Linked DNA regions of Sus scrofa: region 1 is linked to region 2. A link is a contact called in public promoter capture Hi-C data. All regions are on one chromosome and are shown on one strand. Each heading gives the region's core, a stretch centred on a gene start, on an enhancer-like site or on the middle of the called end of the contact. The rest is flanking DNA. Distances are from core to core; before and after follow the strand shown.

Region 1 (4,849 bases), core at 988-3,487, 730 kb before region 2:
CGGCGTTGCCGTGAGCTGTGGTATAGGTTGCAGACGTGGCTCGGATCCCGAGTTGCTATGGCTCTGGCATAGGCCAGTGGCTGTGGCTCCGATTCGACCCATAGCCTGGGAATCTCCATATGCCGCGGGAGCGGCCCAAAGAAATAGCAAAAAGACGAAAAAAAAAAAAAAACAAAAAAAAAACAGTGCAGTGTTGAGAACAAAATAGACGGGCTAAGAAATGGCTTTTGCAGTAGCCCATGTAAAATTATTACAACGTACAGTGGAGGGTGGTAGTGAATGGATTCTTTGTATTTACTATATGTAAGTGGCTACTGCTCAGTATTGTTGCAGACAATACTATCATTCTTCCCTAGGTGATCTTACCCAATCCCACGACTTTGACTCCAGCCAGCATTTTAGTTGCTTATAAATATCTCTTAAGTCCTAAACTTCCTGAAACAGATTATACTCAGCATCTTGATTGGTATGGCATAAGCATTCCAACTCCATCTCTCAAGGAACCTACATCCAGTTGCTCAGGACAAATACTTTGGATATCATCTTTTGATTTTCTCTCATACCCTGTATCTGTAGTCCTTAATTAGGCAAATCTACATGGTTCTATCTTGAAAATATATTCTGAGTCAGCTAGCACTTGTGACCACCACTGCTATCAGAACAGGTTAACTACAGTAGCTTATAATGGTTTTCTTTCTGCTTGTGCTCTCCTGTAGTGTGTGTATGTATGTATAATACATACTTTGCACAGCAGCCAGAGCTTTTTTTTTTTTCTTTCCCTTTTTAGGGCTGCATCTCTGGAACATAGAGGTTCCCAGGGCAGGGATCATAGTGGAGCTGCCGCTGCTGGCCTACACCACAGCCACAGCAATGCCATATCTCCAACCCACTGAGCGAGGCCAGGGATGGAACCTGCGTCCTCATGGATAATAGTTGGGTTCCTTACCGCTGAGCCATGATGGGAACTCCAGCCAGAGCCTTTTAAGAGGGCAAATCAGATTTTGTCACTTTCCTATTACTCAAACTCCAGTGGTTTACTGTCACACCTAGAGTTAAATTCCAGATCTGACACCCACATGCCCTTTGTTATCTGGCCTAACTTCCCAGTTTTTCCTTTGGTTGCTGTACTCTGGCTATGTTGGCTGCTTTGTGGAGACTTCCCATCGCCAAGTCACTAAGTGTTCAACCTAACGAGTGGGAAGACTTCCCTGAAAGGTTCTTAAGATTCGTTCTTTTAAATTCAGGTCTTTGCACCAGTGTCACCACCTGAATTCTTCCATTTCCCCTCTAAAGAAGCACCCTAGTTTTCCTTGCTGGATGGCTTTTTGTCTTAAAACTTACCGAGATTAAGTTTCACGAAGGGCAGGAATGTTTTGGTCACTTTATCCCTTGTCTCTGACATACTGACATTTCTTTGACATTAAATCAAAAGTTTAATGGTGGGTGTTGGACTAAAATGGTGGTGCTGCTTAGATTTGGAGGTACAGAATTAACGATTTGAGGAGGGAGTTTCAGGAGGGAAGAGGAATGAGTTCAGCTTCATTCTGATTGAGGCATCCAAGAAATGTCAAGCAAACAGTTGGATTCGTTTAAGTTCAGCGATGTGGTTCAAAAACACTAACTGTATAGGTGGCCCTTTAAATCAGCTGCTTGAGCAAATTCGTCGGGGAGGAGGGAGAGGAGGGGAGGTAACTGAAGAACAGAGCTCCAGAGCCGGCTTTCAGAACAGCGGCAGCATTTGACAGCCCAGTAATAGACCTAAGGGGATCTACAAAGTAGAGCAGCCGAATAGGAGAGTAGAAAAACCTATGGAATCCCAGGCAGATCTATGAGGTCATTACCGAGTATGAGGAGGGTCAAGTAAGATGAATGAGATAGGTGTGGAGATCGAGTTTCCTCATCTAGTTACGTTAAAATGGAAAGCTAATTTAAATAACTGACAAAATTACGCACCGATCCAGGAGCGTTTCGCATGAACCACGCTACCTACTGCTGAAAACCCTGGACCACATACCGTGTGCTGCCCCAGACCTATCTGGGCACCTGAGCTCGGCCCAGAGCAGTGACAGACCTGGGCGTGCGGGCGTGTCTGTGCTTATTCTGTCCTACGTAACCAGGGTATCTGACAATGACAAAATACCCCGGCAACACAGCTCTCGCGGGTAGAGACTAATCCGCACAGCCGCAGTTGCTGCAACCCCGCCTCCTGGGTTTCTGACGTCATCACTCAGAGACAGGGTTGCAAGAGGTCCCCTCGCTCGCTGTGGCCGCGCCGTCAATGCGCTGGCGCACGCACCGCCTACCATCGCCTGAGTTGTACCAGTCGGCCGTCAGGCATACGCTGGGGACGGCCGGCTGCTCCTGGTACCGCAGAAGGGGTTCCCACGTGCTTCCGCCTCACTGCTTGTTGGAGTTGGCTGAGGTCGGGGCGCAGGTATCCATCACGGGATGGCGGGGGTCGGTTTCGGGATTGGTGTCCGTGTCCTTCCTGGGCCCGGAGGAGATCGGCTCCAGGATGAACGCTCTGCATCCGTGCTGATACCGGAGCCCGCCGACTGCCTCCCAACCTGGACTCTCCTAGATGAGAGGATCCTCTTCCTCAGTAGGCGGTCACCCTCGGGAATGCTTCTCGAGCGCGTTCACAGGTTGCGTGGCTGATCTCCACCCTCTAGGGACTGTAGCTGAGGTGGGCGGGGGGATGTCGGGGTGAGTGAGTGGGTGACAGCCTTTTGCTTTCCACAGAGCTTGCCCACATTTCCCGATTGCAGCACTGGGCATTGAACTGAGGCAGTTTGATTCTAGATCCTCCTACACCCTTAGCTACTTCGCAATGCTTATTCTTTATATTCTTTATTCAGGACTTGGTTTTGTTTGCCAGTGCACCTAGAATGGTGCCTGGGACATAGACACCGTGTATATGTGTTAGACTAATAGATGAATGAGTGAAAAACAAGTCATCTTCCCCCTCATCCGTTAAGGCTTCCTTGTCCTAGCCCACAGTAATCTAGACTTTCATCAGACCACTGTCTGTAGCTGTTATTTTTACATCTAATTTTGTCTATCTTTAGACAGATTATCCCGCATTTCTTTCTCTTAAGTATTTTCTCCAAGGAAAATGAAAGCTCTTTGAAATCAGGTTCTACTTCTGGGGTTGCCGCTGTAACTAAATCGAGAAGCAATAAGTAGTTGTTGACCGGGGATCTTTGTGTGGCCAGCAACACAACTGATAAGCCAAATCAGATTGGTAAGCTGGAAAGAGTTCAGGTTCTGAAATCAAGGGTACCTGAATAAATCCTGCCTCTGTCACTTTTCCTTGAGTTACTTGAGATTTTATACTTGGTCCTTTCTTTGTAAAATAGGAGTATTGGTTGTGACATAGTGTTTTACAGTAGACAGAACAGCTAAAATCCATAGGTTAGAAGCCCAATTAAGGGAGGATTAAGGTTCAGTTAGTGAGCTTTATTCATGAAATGCAGCAAGCACTGAGGTTTCTAAACATGTCATTATTACTTTTACATTGTAGAGACAATTGAGATTTCAAATGTTTCTCTGATGTATTTATTATGATAATAACATACTGTTTTATCATATGTAATCAAAGTAATTTTTGAAATCTTATCTGTACAGGCTTCAGTCTAGTTTTCCCTCCCTTGAGGAAACAATTGGACATACTCCATCATAGTAATCTATAATATTCAGGGATTTCTTTTCCCTGACTTTGTTAATAATACATGTGAATTTAAAAAACCCCAGAACTCAAAAAAACCCAAACCAAACCAAACCAAAATAAGACTCACTTGTGATCTCACCATCTGTAAATAACTATTTTACAGTTTGGTGGTTTTTTTCCCAGTCTTTTTTTTTTTATTTCCTCTGTGTTTTATGTACATGCATATCCTGCCATGTTATCCTCTAATAAAAGCGTCTATATCCATATCCTTAGATCATTTTTGAAAAAGATTTTGAACAAATAATTTTGGACACTTACCTTATTTTCTCATATGTTCCCATAGATTTCTCATGTATTTTAATCATTTTAATTTTTTTTGGATATTGTTTCTGATTTTTAAAAAACTCCTCCAAACGGGTGGAAATTACAGCTTCCCTGTTGACTTCCCATGCCGAGGGAACATTTTCTTTGCCTTCCAAACTTAGTTTCCCAATTTAAAAAATGAGGCCGATGTATTCCCTAGGGATCTATTTGAGGGTTAAATAAGATAATACTTATAAGTGTGCCGTGTAGGCCCTAGCCCCACAAGAGGCAGCCAGCTGATGTTCCTTATCCACAACCTGGATGCAAAATGTTCATGCCACGTTGTGTTTCCATTCTTTCTGCTATAGTGACAGTTTTTCACCATGCATCGGAAGAAAGTGGATAACCGGATCCGGATTCTCATTGAGAATGGGGTAGCTGAGCGGCAAAGGTCTCTCTTTGTTGTGGTTGGAGATCGAGGAAAGGATCAGGTAAGACCTGGCAAACGCTTCCTGACTTACTCTGTGTCCTGTCCCAAAGAGTCAGCATGTTACAGACCCTCCGGGGTTTCACAAATAATGATATTAGGGTCCCTTTGACTGGTTTTCTTTAAGTGAAATGCCTAGTGGGAACATTCCTTTCTATCTTGGAAGTGATAAATACTCTATATTTGGAATTATTAACAGAGAGGTTAACAGCTTTTGATACCTGGGCTGGTGGACTGAGTGTAAGGGTTAGTGTCTGTGACCTTCCTTCTAGTCTCAACCTGTGCTCTTGGCCTGACTCTCAGTTTATTTTCCACGCCTGTCAAATGAAGTCTTGGGTCTGGCAGTCCTGAAGGTCCGTTTTGGCCCTGAGATTCTGTGGCTTTTTTCT
Region 2 (4,478 bases), core at 687-3,186:
ATGGTGTAGGGCCAGCAGCTGTAGTTCTGATTGGACCCGTAGCCTGGAATCTCCATATGCCATGCATGCAGTGTGTGCAGCCCTAAAAAAAAAAAAAGTTAAATAGAAAGGATGGACTTTGGGTAAGAAAACTGAAGGAAAGGAAGGCTTCAAGGAATTCCAAGTTTTCAGTTGGCTGAGCAGCTAAGTGGTTAGTGATGCGGTCATAAATATTTGAGTGCCTACCATGCATCAAGCACATCCTGGAAGTTCAGCCATGAATAAGACAAAGTCTCCGCACTGAAGGAATTTATACTCTAGGAAGCAGTTTTAAAAAAGTGATGTTGACTGAAAAAAAAAGGCACAGTGTGAGTCATGAGTTAAATTTTATTTGAGGCAAAATGAGGCCTGGGAGACAGCCTCTCAGCGCCGAGGGAGGAACTGCTAGAAGCGGGGGGGGGGAGTTCAGTATATATGTGATTTGGGGAAGGTGGATACCTGAAATCAAGCACCTGCTTCTGCAGAGGATTTCACTAATCATGAGGAGCAGATGGCACCATTAATGATCTTACTGCTCTTCTAGATATGAGAAGACACAAGAAATTGGGGTCATAAAATCTCCTGAAAATATCTAACTATCAGAAGGCCTAGTCTGCCAGTTTTTCACAGAACACAGAGTGCCTCATTCCTGATCTCCCTGGCCTTCTTTCAAGAGTGTGCTGAAGGTCAGCGGCTGACTGCAGCGGCTAATGACCTAAACCTTGTGGAGGCAGCGGGTGGGTGACAATTTTTAGTTGGCAGTGAAAAGAGGAATAAATACGTAAATTGTAATAAGTGAGAGGAAGAAAACAAGTGACTTTGCTCATCTCTGGAAAGTCATTTATTCACAGAAATACTGGCTGATAAGTTTTTCCTAATAAAATCTGCCACCTTTTACTTTTTAATTGGGACCTTCTGCCCCAAGGAAGAATAACAGGAGGAATAAAGAATCAGGTCGTGATTTGAGGGGGAATTCCCAGTCTCTTCAGCAGCGCTTCTCACTTGTAATGGTTTACTGGTCTAGCTCTCCTCCAGAACCCAGGCCATTGTCTTAATTACCACCCTGAGCACATGGGTGTTCCATAAATTGTTGGCATGCAGAAGTGAATGAAAAGTTATGTGCAGCCCGAGGGTGGAATCTTCCTGTGACTTCTGCTTAAGGAAAAATCCTTCCTAGATCATCCCACAACCAATCTAAACAGAAGCAGGCAAAGAGCAACTTGCGCAGAGAAAGTGCCAGCTACTGAACAGATCCGGCTCGGGGACGTTTCCCAAGTACCTACTACGCGCCAAATGTCAGGCTGGTCGCCAGGGCGCAGAAGAGCTCATAGTCTGAGCTCCGTTTCACCCGCGGCTTCACGTTTCCCCGGTCTTCATGAGAAGTTACTTTGAAATACACACTTAATACCGCTCTCCTCCGTTATTTTTCCTTATTCAAGGTTTGGTGCCCAGCTCCTGTCTCCAGAGAACCCCAGCCGGTGGAGCAAAGACCTCAGCGGGAGCCGGGGACTTAGGTCAGCACCCGCAGCGGAAACCGCGGTGCGCGAGGGTCCCGTTGGGTCCGGCCCGAAACCCCACCCCGCCCGCGCCTAGCTTCCGCCGCCGAGCCCCGCAGGCGCCTCGCTTCCAGGGAATAGAAGGCGCCGGCGGCCCCGCCCCTACCTGCGCGAGGCATTGCCGCGAGCTACAGTCTCCCTCTGGAGCGTGACAGCCAGACATGGCCGGGAGCAGAGGTACCCGCGCCCTCCGGTCTTCGCAAGGCTTTGCTCCCGGCCCTCAGTTGGGGCTAACACGGCGAGGCCAGAAATGCAATCAGGCGGTGTGGAGGGCAGTCCGGAGGCGGGGCGGACAAGACGAAAGGCGGGTCCGGGAGGGCCTCGCTGACCGGAGGCCCAACCGCGCAGCCTCATGACCGGGAGGCGAGGCCAACGAGTTTGGAGGCGGAGCTAGAAGAGCTGCTTGATTCCTGCGGTTTACGAGTCGCGGGCGTCCAGGGGGCGTGTCCAACGGGGTGGGAGGCGGGGCCTTGTAGGGCCTTGATGACTGGGCGAACAGGCTGTGCTGAGGGCAGCCCGCGAGAAGGCTGGGAAGATGGCGGCCTCCTGGAGGCTAGGCTGTGACCCGCGGGTGATGCGTTGCCTCCTGGGCTTTGGCAACTGCCCGGGGCTGGTGAAGGGAGCTGCTGGATGGTCTCTCGGCCGCGGAGCTAGTTGGAGATGGTATCACAGCACGCAGTCTCTTTGGGGTGAGTGGCCGGGACGCGCTCAGCTCCTCTGTGCATCTGAGCAACGGGCCTGGGGCAGGGGCTTTTTGATTAAGGGCCTGCACCTGGGTGTGGAGGTGCCCGGAGCCTCCCCGCTCCCTTGGCTTTGTCTCGGGGAGGGTTCTGCTGACTTGGCCTCGTGCATGCCGCAAAGGGTTTTTTGGAAGCTAGGAGAATTTGACTCCGTTCCCTGGCCTCCTGGTTGGTATGGCTTCTCCGTGACCTTGCCTTGGATTTGGGGTTGTGCGGCCTCTCTCAAGCCCCTTCCTAGTCATTGTTAGTTTCCTTTAGAGTTGTCAAGTTGCCCAAGTTTGCTGAGATTTAGACGTCACGTTAGTGGTTTTTATTCATTGTTTTCACCCTTGTCTACTGGAAGATCTTAGAGGCCAGCGGGGTTGCCTCACGCGAGTACTGGTAAAGGACTCAATTTGTAAATGTCTAGGCATCATAGGCATAGGTCCGGAAAAATGTTTTATGCGAAACATGGCTTGAAAGAGTGGAAATTTAGGGGGAGAAGCTTACCAAGAAGTGTCGACTTAAAGCCAGGCCGCCCAAGTGTTGTGAGTTTTAAGTTTTATTCAGAATATGAGTGAGGATTTTAGCCTGGGAGACAGCCGCTCTGCAGAGGTAGAGAAGCCAGATTGTATGTGAATTTTTTGGCTAGGAGATAAATGCGGTTAGGCATACAGGTTGATAAAAGATTACTGCTAATCACAAAGAGCAGATATCTCAGGTTAATGGTTTTAGTATTTTTCTATGAATGGGAAGATATAAGAATTCAGGATCATTAAAATTCTTCTTGAAATGTGTTTCGAATTATCTAAGGGCCTCTTTATCCAAAACACCCAGTGCTTCATCCTGAATTCCTCTCAGGTTGCACTGTCTGTCGCTGGGCAACTGCAGTGGGTTATGATTTAACCCTTGTAGAACTGGATTTGCCATTGAAATTCTTCATTGTTTACAAAACTTATTGTTGAAAGTTGTCTTTAAGTAGTGATATTGACAGAGCTAACACAATTCCTACGGTGTTTAATGGTATATACTGTAGTGTGCCCTGCATTATTTTTCTTTACATGAGGATGGGGGTGGGGCGGATTTTGAGTGTGATGTATTTTCTGCCAGTCTTTAGTCACTCCTCCGCAGGATGAATTGTAATATGAAAAATTAGGTGCAGTAGGCATTGCCCACATATTCTGAAGCTCAGAACAGAAGAATATTTACACAAAGTTACAGGGTATGATGAGTGCGCTGAGATTTTATGATCCTGTAATGAGAACAGTTTATTTCAATTTTTTCTACTTAATGTTTAAAAAATACCTCTTGGAGCAGTGGGTTTTTTTGTTTTGTTTTGTTTGTTTTTAACTGTGTTTACAATTTACTGTCTTCCCTTCCTCCAGTTTGTTAAATATTGAACTTTCTACAGCTCCCAGAGATTCTGTCTGGGGTAGAGCTAAGCAATTTGCATTTTACAAACAACCTTCGGTGCATTTTGATGTTTTATGTTGGTGTTTATAGAGTACACTTTGAGACTTGCTCTCTGAGAAAATCATGGAGTAGGAAGAGCTCAGTGTTAGAAATATTGTGGGAAGAGTGTTCTTAATCTTATTTATAAAACAGTTCCTTTTGAGAATCTTTGACTGTTTTAGACCCTCTCTACAGAGAAAGGGGCAAAGTGTAGTTACACTCCAAAATGTGCATGCAGTGTCAGGGGTTCTCCTGAGACCCAATTTAAGGACTGCTGCCTTTGGAAACTCTTAGGCAATTCTTCACTGATGCATCATGACATTTTGCCTACCCTATAACACACCGTGAACAACTTGTCTAACTGGACATCATCTGTGAGGAATACCAAGGAAGCTGTGTGTTTCCTAGTGCCTCCCTCCCAATATAATCCCTGGTGATTATATTGGGCCCACCTGGATGATCCAGGATTCTTGCTCCATTTCAAGGTGAAGCTCTTTAGCAGTCTTAATTTCTTTTTTAACCTTAATTCCCCCTCGTTGTAACATACTCATAGGTTGGGGTTAGGACATACTACATCTCTGGGGTGGAGGCGGGGCGTTTTATTCTCTCTGCCCCATAAGCTGATGGCTGTGTGTTGTTGGGTAACTCTAGGTTATTGGGAAATCTTGGATTTTTTTTTTCTTAATACTGAGCCAAAATTTGTCTCCTCGCCTTTCACATACAGGTTTTTGTT

Evidence for each region. Promoter capture Hi-C pulls out the DNA fragments that hold promoters and counts their contacts.
Region 1: a contact with region 2 is called in a promoter capture Hi-C map of liver, with 5 times the contacts expected there. The contact joins the promoter of NAT10 here to the promoter of APIP in region 2. A contact is called at or near these places in 1 of 5 promoter capture datasets (liver) and 2 of 2 datasets of contacts at active chromatin or transcription factors (alveolar macrophages and skeletal muscle).

What each region holds. Positions count from the first base shown.
Region 1 is chr2:26,824,448-26,829,296 of Sscrofa11.1, reverse strand. It overlaps NAT10 (RNA cytidine acetyltransferase), which reads left to right and starts at 2,237. Exons shown (of 29, transcript XM_003122875.5): 1 at 2,237-2,434; 2 at 4,342-4,464. The coding sequence starts at 4,357.
Region 2 is chr2:26,092,478-26,096,955 of Sscrofa11.1, reverse strand. It overlaps APIP (methylthioribulose-1-phosphate dehydratase), which reads right to left and starts at 1,936. Exons shown (of 8, transcript XM_003122870.3): 1 at 1,681-1,936. The coding sequence starts at 1,737. PDHX (pyruvate dehydrogenase protein X component, mitochondrial) reads left to right here and starts at 2,061. Exons shown (of 13, transcript XM_003122869.4): 1 at 2,061-2,263. The coding sequence starts at 2,110.